2 separate regions of the Sus scrofa genome follow, and region 2 is linked to region 1. Evidence: chromatin contacts called from public HiChIP or PLAC-seq data. All regions are on one chromosome and are shown on one strand. Each heading gives the region's core, a stretch centred on a gene start, on an enhancer-like site or on the middle of the called end of the contact. The rest is flanking DNA. Distances are from core to core; before and after follow the strand shown.

Region 1 (3,355 bases), core at 358-2,857:
GATCACGTCTCTCAGATTGCATCCTTGACTTTGAAGTCACACTTTGACTCACAAGGAATTTCCACCCTTCTTTACAGCTGTTGAGAGGGGAGTCCTAAGAAGAGGAAGTAGCCCCATGTGTTCTCCCCGCTTCCTTCCTGGCTTGTCATTCCTGGGTCTGGGTCATCCAGCTGCATCCAGGAGTCCCAGAGGATGTTGTGAAAATTACTTCAAGTGTAAATGGGTCTAGGTCACAATTTCTTCAGAGCTGTATCTTCTAGTTTTAGTTTGTGTTAAAATTAATCAGAAAGTCGAAGAACTTAACTGACATCAGTGAAAAGTCTTTATTATGCATGTGTTCATTGTAAACCTTTATTTCAAGGTTCTCACTATTTTCTCTACTTTTCTCATTAAGCTGTCCAAAAATTATTAAGGTAGAAAAATATTTGGATAAATTATGACACAGGTGATTTCTTAAAAGATTTTTGGAGCAAATGTTCATTCACAGAATGGACTTTTTATTTATTATTTTTTTTAAGGAAAAGCATTCTCAAAGAGTATACATTGAAAAAAAGTAGACACATATATTATTTACTTTATTAGAAAAGGACACTTTGGGGGTACATACCATAACAGTCTAATGGTGATTCAGGGAGTTTTTCTAAGCAAATTGATTGGATTAGGTTAGTATTTAGTTGGCTCTTCCATACTTCTTAAATTTGCCATTTTTATTTTAAGAAAGCTAGTCTTATCCTTATTAAATGTAGCCGTCCCTTGGCATCTATGGGGCTTTCAGGAATTTTTTTTTCTGAATATTTTTGATCTATGGTTGGTTGAATCTGAAGATGTGGAACCTGCAGAGATGGAGGGTCAACTGTACATATTTAGGGCTCTACCACTGTTCTCATGGCTCCATTTTTGAACTTTAACATTTGAAGTTTTCAAATATAGTCCATTCCTTATTCCCAGGAGGTTCATTGTGTTCATTCATCCATTTCTCTATTTTCTCCACATCCCTCTTCATTTTCAGCAAACCTCTTAATTCCACAGTCCTTTAAATCTTTCTGATTTAAACCACACTTGAACTGTTTTTGAGCAAAACAAACAAATGTAAATCATGTAGAATTCATTGTAAAAATTGCCTTAAGATGAGACTGTAAACACAATTATTTAAAAAATATCTTAGATCTAACTTTTCCAGATAAGCCAATCTCAGGGCAGAGATAGGTTAGGAAAAAGCTTTACCGACTGCTCTTTCTCTGAGATTCAAAAAAATAAGTTCTGATGTTCAATTCCAAGTCAAGTGATAAAGATCAAAGACATTTTATTACAATATTTTTATTTTTATTGAACAGATTCACTTTGGATCTTAGCTTGCATTTGGAATGTTTACCTTTTAATAAGTGATCTGTTTAAATGTGGATCAGAGAACAAGGGTTTCTGTTTTACAGTTCAACTTTTGACCTTGGGGGATGAATGGGTGGAGGCTCAGAGGAAAAGTCCACTGTGTTTTTACTGAACTTTTTACCCTTAAAAAAAAAATGAGCAAGTTTAAAGTTCACACAGTGCACAAGAGGTCTCCACTGGGGATTTCTGGTATTATTAACTTCCTGACCTCAGATAATTAAAAAGAAAGAGCAGAGCCACCTCAGACTATGACTCAACTTTGAACTTTTAACCTCCCAAGTAAAGTATTTAAATTGTAAATGGTAGACTCTGGAAGCTTTCTTATTGCTATTAACTTCTTTCATCCTTGGTCATGAAGTTATAATTTAGGCCAAAAGCAGAGCCCGATCTTTCCTTTTTATTTACTTAACCTCTTTTAGCAGAAAGGACTGAGAACACCATTTACCTAGAAATGACAGGTATTCTGGTGAAAGGAGTTAAGCTTAAAGGGTCATTGAATTTTGGAACTAGAAGTAACTATATGATCTGTCCAGGCTCCTCAGCTGTGAAAGGGAGTACCGAGAACCAGGGAGGTGAGTGACTTCCTTGAGGTTAGACACTTAACAGGAGAACAAAAGAGCATCCCTGATTCTTTCGCTGTGTTTGCTTCTGTAGTAGAGGGATGCAGCATAGAGGTCTAGAGGATCCGTAGCTTTTATTTTTATGTTAAAATTCATAAAATAGGGAATTCAGAAGCCTAGGTCCTAAGTGACCCCTTCACTCTGATGGTTGGTATAACCTCAGGAACACATTTAACTTTTCCAAGTCGTGATTTGCTTGGTTGTCAAATGGAATGTAGTTGGGGGGAGGTAATAATCATTCAAGATCTTTTGTGTTATGACAGTTTTTGGTTCAGCAGTCTTCTTGCCTTAAGAATTCTTGCTATGATTCATACACAAACACTGTATAGATACACCATTCTTAGCAACAGCTGGGTTTTCTTAACATGGAGGATAGAGCTAGATTTGAGGGTAATTGGTTACATGACACTGGCTTGACCGTGATGATGAGACTCTCCTTACTTTAAGACAAAAATCCCAAAGGAAGAGGAGGAAATCATGTAGAGAGATGTGAAGAACAGAGGGGAGAAGAACAAAAGAACTAGGACAAAGAAAGGAGGGATGACCAGGAGAACAGGCTTTGGAAAGGAGGGTGGCAAAGAGATGGTAGCCCTGTCAGGTGGATGAGGACCCCGCCAGTGCTTGTGATGCTGAGAAAGCCGATGCATGCATTGTGAATCTGCGGGAGCCACATGCTCTTAACACTGAAGCTGAGATAGGCAACTCTCCCTGGCACTGGTGCAACACGCAGCGTGTGGAAGAGTCAGTCATCCTGGTCCGCTCTTCCCTCCTGCGATTCGCTAACACCTTTATTGCCTCCAGTTAGTTACTCACACCACTCTCATTCCCATCTGTCAAGGAGAGTTCCCTTCCAACATTCTGTCCTTCTTTTCTTGTACAAAAGAGATCCTCCCAGCAGCGTGGTGACAAAGGACCGAGCTGATACTGAACTCTGAGATAAAGCAAGTTTGGACTGGGGTGAGCAATGATGGTCTCATTTCCTGGACCCAAGAAACAAGAGAGATGTGACTGGAGGCTTTGGCCCAAACCTTCATGCAGAGGCAGCAGGAGGGGAGGGGAGATGCAATGGCGGTCTGGCTGGAGGCCTGTCTGTTCGGCCTGGTAGTAGTGGGTCTGGGGTCACTGCCTGGTCAAAGTGGCTATAGATGTAATTGACTGCTGTCACATCACAGATGTTTACTCACCCATCGCCTCAGCCATTCTCAGCTGCTTTACACTAATTTACTTCTGCTTTACAACATTTTCTAGTCCTTCTCCCTTCTCCGAGGGCCAGGAAAGGCAAGTGAGTACTATTTGAGCAAGGGATTGCACTAATGTGAATATGTCTGAACAGGTGATTGGAGTTGCTG
Region 2 (3,355 bases), core at 543-3,042, 320 kb before region 1:
CTAGAGACCTCCAGAAGGGTGCCAGGGCCATCTTTCTGAAATGCAAATCTTGCCTTGACATTCTTCTAGCTAATCACCTTCACTGGCTCCCATGTACCCACAGGAATCAATCCAAAGTTCATAATCAGACATGGAGATCCCTTGCTCCCACCTCAGACCCCAGCTTTATCTCTTCTTCCTACTCCTCTAACCCTTCCCAACCATCCACTAGTAAATTATGTACATCTACCTGTGTTCTCTTTCTGTGCTTTTATGTATGGTGTTCTCAGTGTCCTTGCTTATCAAGTTCCTGGCTAATCTATCTTTCAGTATCTGGTCAAAACTCACCTTCTCTGAGAAGCTCTCCCAGAAACCCTACTTCCTGCAGCCTGGTTGTCTGTGTCTCATTCTGGCTTTCAGTATCTTCTGGCATCTGGGTAGGTGGGGTTTGCTGTCCTCTGCCTCCCTGGACTCTGCTGTGTGAAGATCTTGGGTTCGTTTAACCTTTAAATCCAAGGCACTCAGTGTCAATCAATGTGCCAGGTCCACAGTAGGCACTCATACAAGTTGGCAGGGGTGGGGTGGGAAGATAAAGGGGGAGCAAGAGGAAAAAAAGAAAGAATGGCGGGAAAGAAGGAGAAGAGAAGGAAGCAGAAAAGAAGTTATTGGTTCAGACCATTTTTCTAGGCTCTAGAAGCCAGAAACAACTCTAAAAATCAAGAAATGTTCAACATTAAAAAAAAAAAAAATCTACTAAACATGGAATATATATTTTAAAGAATTAGCTTTTATATTTTGTAACTTCTGCGTAAGTCTTAATAGCAATTATTGTGAATCAATTCCTCTTGAGTGATTACATGATTTAAAAAAACAAATGCAGTAATTTTCTTATTAAAGCCTGCCCTTTGAAATCAAAGAAAGCATAAATATTTCCAAGTTTATTTGACTCCAACATTGAGGTAAAAACCCAATTCAGAAATAACAAAATTCTCATTCTAGAATACTTTGTTTAAATACCAAGTAAAAAGTTAATTATTTTGCAGTTTTTGATGTGTTTTTGGGTCATGAGATAAGTCTACTTTACTTCCTCTTTACCACGGGCTGGAGGCTTTTAACTATTTATGGATTTCACTGATCAGCAAGCTCAGCTAAACTGAACCGCTCCAAGGAGTGCGGAATTTTAATAGAAGCGGGGCTTTCTTTAAACGTGGTTGCCTTTAAAGGGAACTTAAGATATGTTTGAATATCTTTCTTTATAATATGCAAAGATGCAATCATTTGGAGAAACATACAAATAACTTGTCATGCTAATTATAAAACCTAACAGTGCAGTATAAATTCCTAAGTTAAAAAAAGAGAGAGAGAAATCCATGCTGGAGATGGAGAGAGAGGACGTGCACAACACAGAAAACCACCAAACATTGCAATAGATGCTTCCCTTTGCTCTTCATACACACTCCCACTCCTTTCCAAACTACCCAGACTATCAGGGACCTCAACAAAACAAACAAGCACCCTGTGCATGGCAGAGAAGATTGGAGTTTGACTCTAAATATGCAAGTAAAAATAAAAACTTCTTGCATTGATCATTCATGTAGGATAGTCTTGCTTTAGATGTAGCAATATTCTTCACCCTTCTGCAACCTTTTCTCCCTTAAACATTGAGCCTTGCAGCTGGGAAATCTGCCTATCTCTCAGATCAAGAAAGCCTGTCCAAGGCCATCCAGTCCAAGGCCATCCAGTCCAAGGCCATGAGGTACAGAGCAGTGAGTCTGAAGCAAAACTGAGAACCCAGGCACTGCAGTCCCAGTTGGTCAGACCACTAGGCCACATTGCACCATCACAGCAAAGACAAACACCAGGGTTGTTCCAGGGCAGTCTATGTTTGTTTATGAATGTGTTTGCAACCTTTCCGAAGCCTTGTTGTCCTAATTTCTTTTCCTGTTTGCAACTTATGAGCATTTCTCTCTTCTTCACCCCTGATCTAACCTATTTATGTGATCCTTTTTATTCTTTTGTTTGAAATGGATTCTGGGAGCAACTGAAGGAGAAAATGGAATAAAATGACAGCTTCTGGGTTGTCTGGAAGCACATTTATATCAGGGTGTTGGTGCTTATCTTACTGTAGATAATATTAAGGAAATGCATCAGCACCAAAAACTATTTTACAAAAAAAAAAAAAAAAAAAAAAAAAAGCAACCAAAATGTGCTTTGAGCCCAAAACAACTTCAGACTCTCCCCTACATGTTTTGAGTCAAAGAATCTCAAGACAGTGAGGAAGTGATGGAAGTTAGATAATCAATTGATTAGGATCCTTTTAACCCAAATGCAAGGGTGAATTTGCCCAAACTTATGTTGTAAATAGAATCACATTTTCTAAGTGTCTGCTTAAATATACAGGGTGTGTGAAGAATCACATAAGATAGATTCATCAGTCAATATGCTGCTTTAAAACACATGGTCTATTAGACAAAACTGAAAAGCCCAGAAATAAAGTAGGAAAAACAAATGTAACACATCATGATTGCTAATACTTTGATGGAAAGCAGGCTGGTCTAGAGGAGGTCGAGAAGGTAGACCAACTGCTGTTGAACTTCTAATGTGAACCCTAAGCATGGGGAAGATTTCAAGGTTAGAGGCACTGTTTTTTTAAATCTAATTTCATTTAACTTTATTCTTTGATATAGGAATTAATAGGTTTGTCCTAACACTATCATTAAAAGCCATGGTCAGGTCAATATTTGGCTCACAGATGCAATGAATATATAATATTTCTATCAGAAACCAAGAACATATTTTGTAGAGGCAAAATTGTTTTTTCTAGTGTGTAAATTAAATAGCATTTTTTTCCCTCTCTAATTACCTTTGGGTTTTTAATGTCTGTTTCTCTCACTTTCAAAATCTGGGTCTCCAAGACTTGAACACAGCAGTGAGTGAGGAGAGCAGCTGGGTCATCTACCTGGTCACCAGGCTAAACTGGTCCTACAGCCAGCAGTGCCAGACCTCTGAGTCCCTGCCCTTGTGTGTCTGGGATCAGGCAGCTTCAGCTCACAGTGACCTCTTGTGAGGAAACTGGCCGTGAGCCCTGACCCCTGGGTGGGGCGGGAACATTGCAGTCAGGCCCATTGCCTAATCCTTCTGACTCCACTGGAGCCTAAAATGAGGAAGAATGGGATGAGTCTTACCTCAAAAAGGGGTATAAAAGGAAGAAGGGGAAAGATGAACAAATAGCCCTAAGGTAATAGAGATCCCTGGCCCCCATGTCTCCCCTCTTGGGAAGGTCAAGAACTTTCAGCTCTTACTGATGGTTAATAAGATGGTAGAATCTTTGGAAAGGGAAGCTAGCAGCCAGCCTGTTAGTTTGTCTAAGAGAAAA

What was found. HiChIP or PLAC-seq counts read pairs in DNA pulled down with a chosen protein or histone mark.
Region 2: a contact with region 1 is called in an H3K27ac HiChIP or PLAC-seq map of alveolar macrophages. The contact joins two enhancer-like sites. A contact is called at or near these places in 5 of 47 Hi-C or Micro-C datasets (fetal liver, liver and skeletal muscle) and 1 of 2 datasets of contacts at active chromatin or transcription factors (alveolar macrophages).

What each region holds. Positions count from the first base shown.
Region 1 is chr13:179,751,598-179,754,952 of Sscrofa11.1, reverse strand. No RefSeq gene overlaps it. Among named protein-coding and RNA genes, the nearest start is that of NRIP1, 160 kb to the left of the region's middle. Within about 2 kb of position 1,607, at least 8 of the 83 cell types and tissues checked have an H3K27ac peak or open chromatin away from gene starts, as enhancers often do. A contact at or near this core is called in alveolar macrophages and liver, where this site is marked.
Region 2 is chr13:180,074,413-180,077,767 of Sscrofa11.1, reverse strand. No RefSeq gene overlaps it. Among named protein-coding and RNA genes, the nearest start is that of NRIP1, 160 kb to the right of the region's middle. Within about 2 kb of position 1,792, at least 11 of the 83 cell types and tissues checked have an H3K27ac peak or open chromatin away from gene starts, as enhancers often do. A contact at or near this core is called in alveolar macrophages and liver, where this site is marked.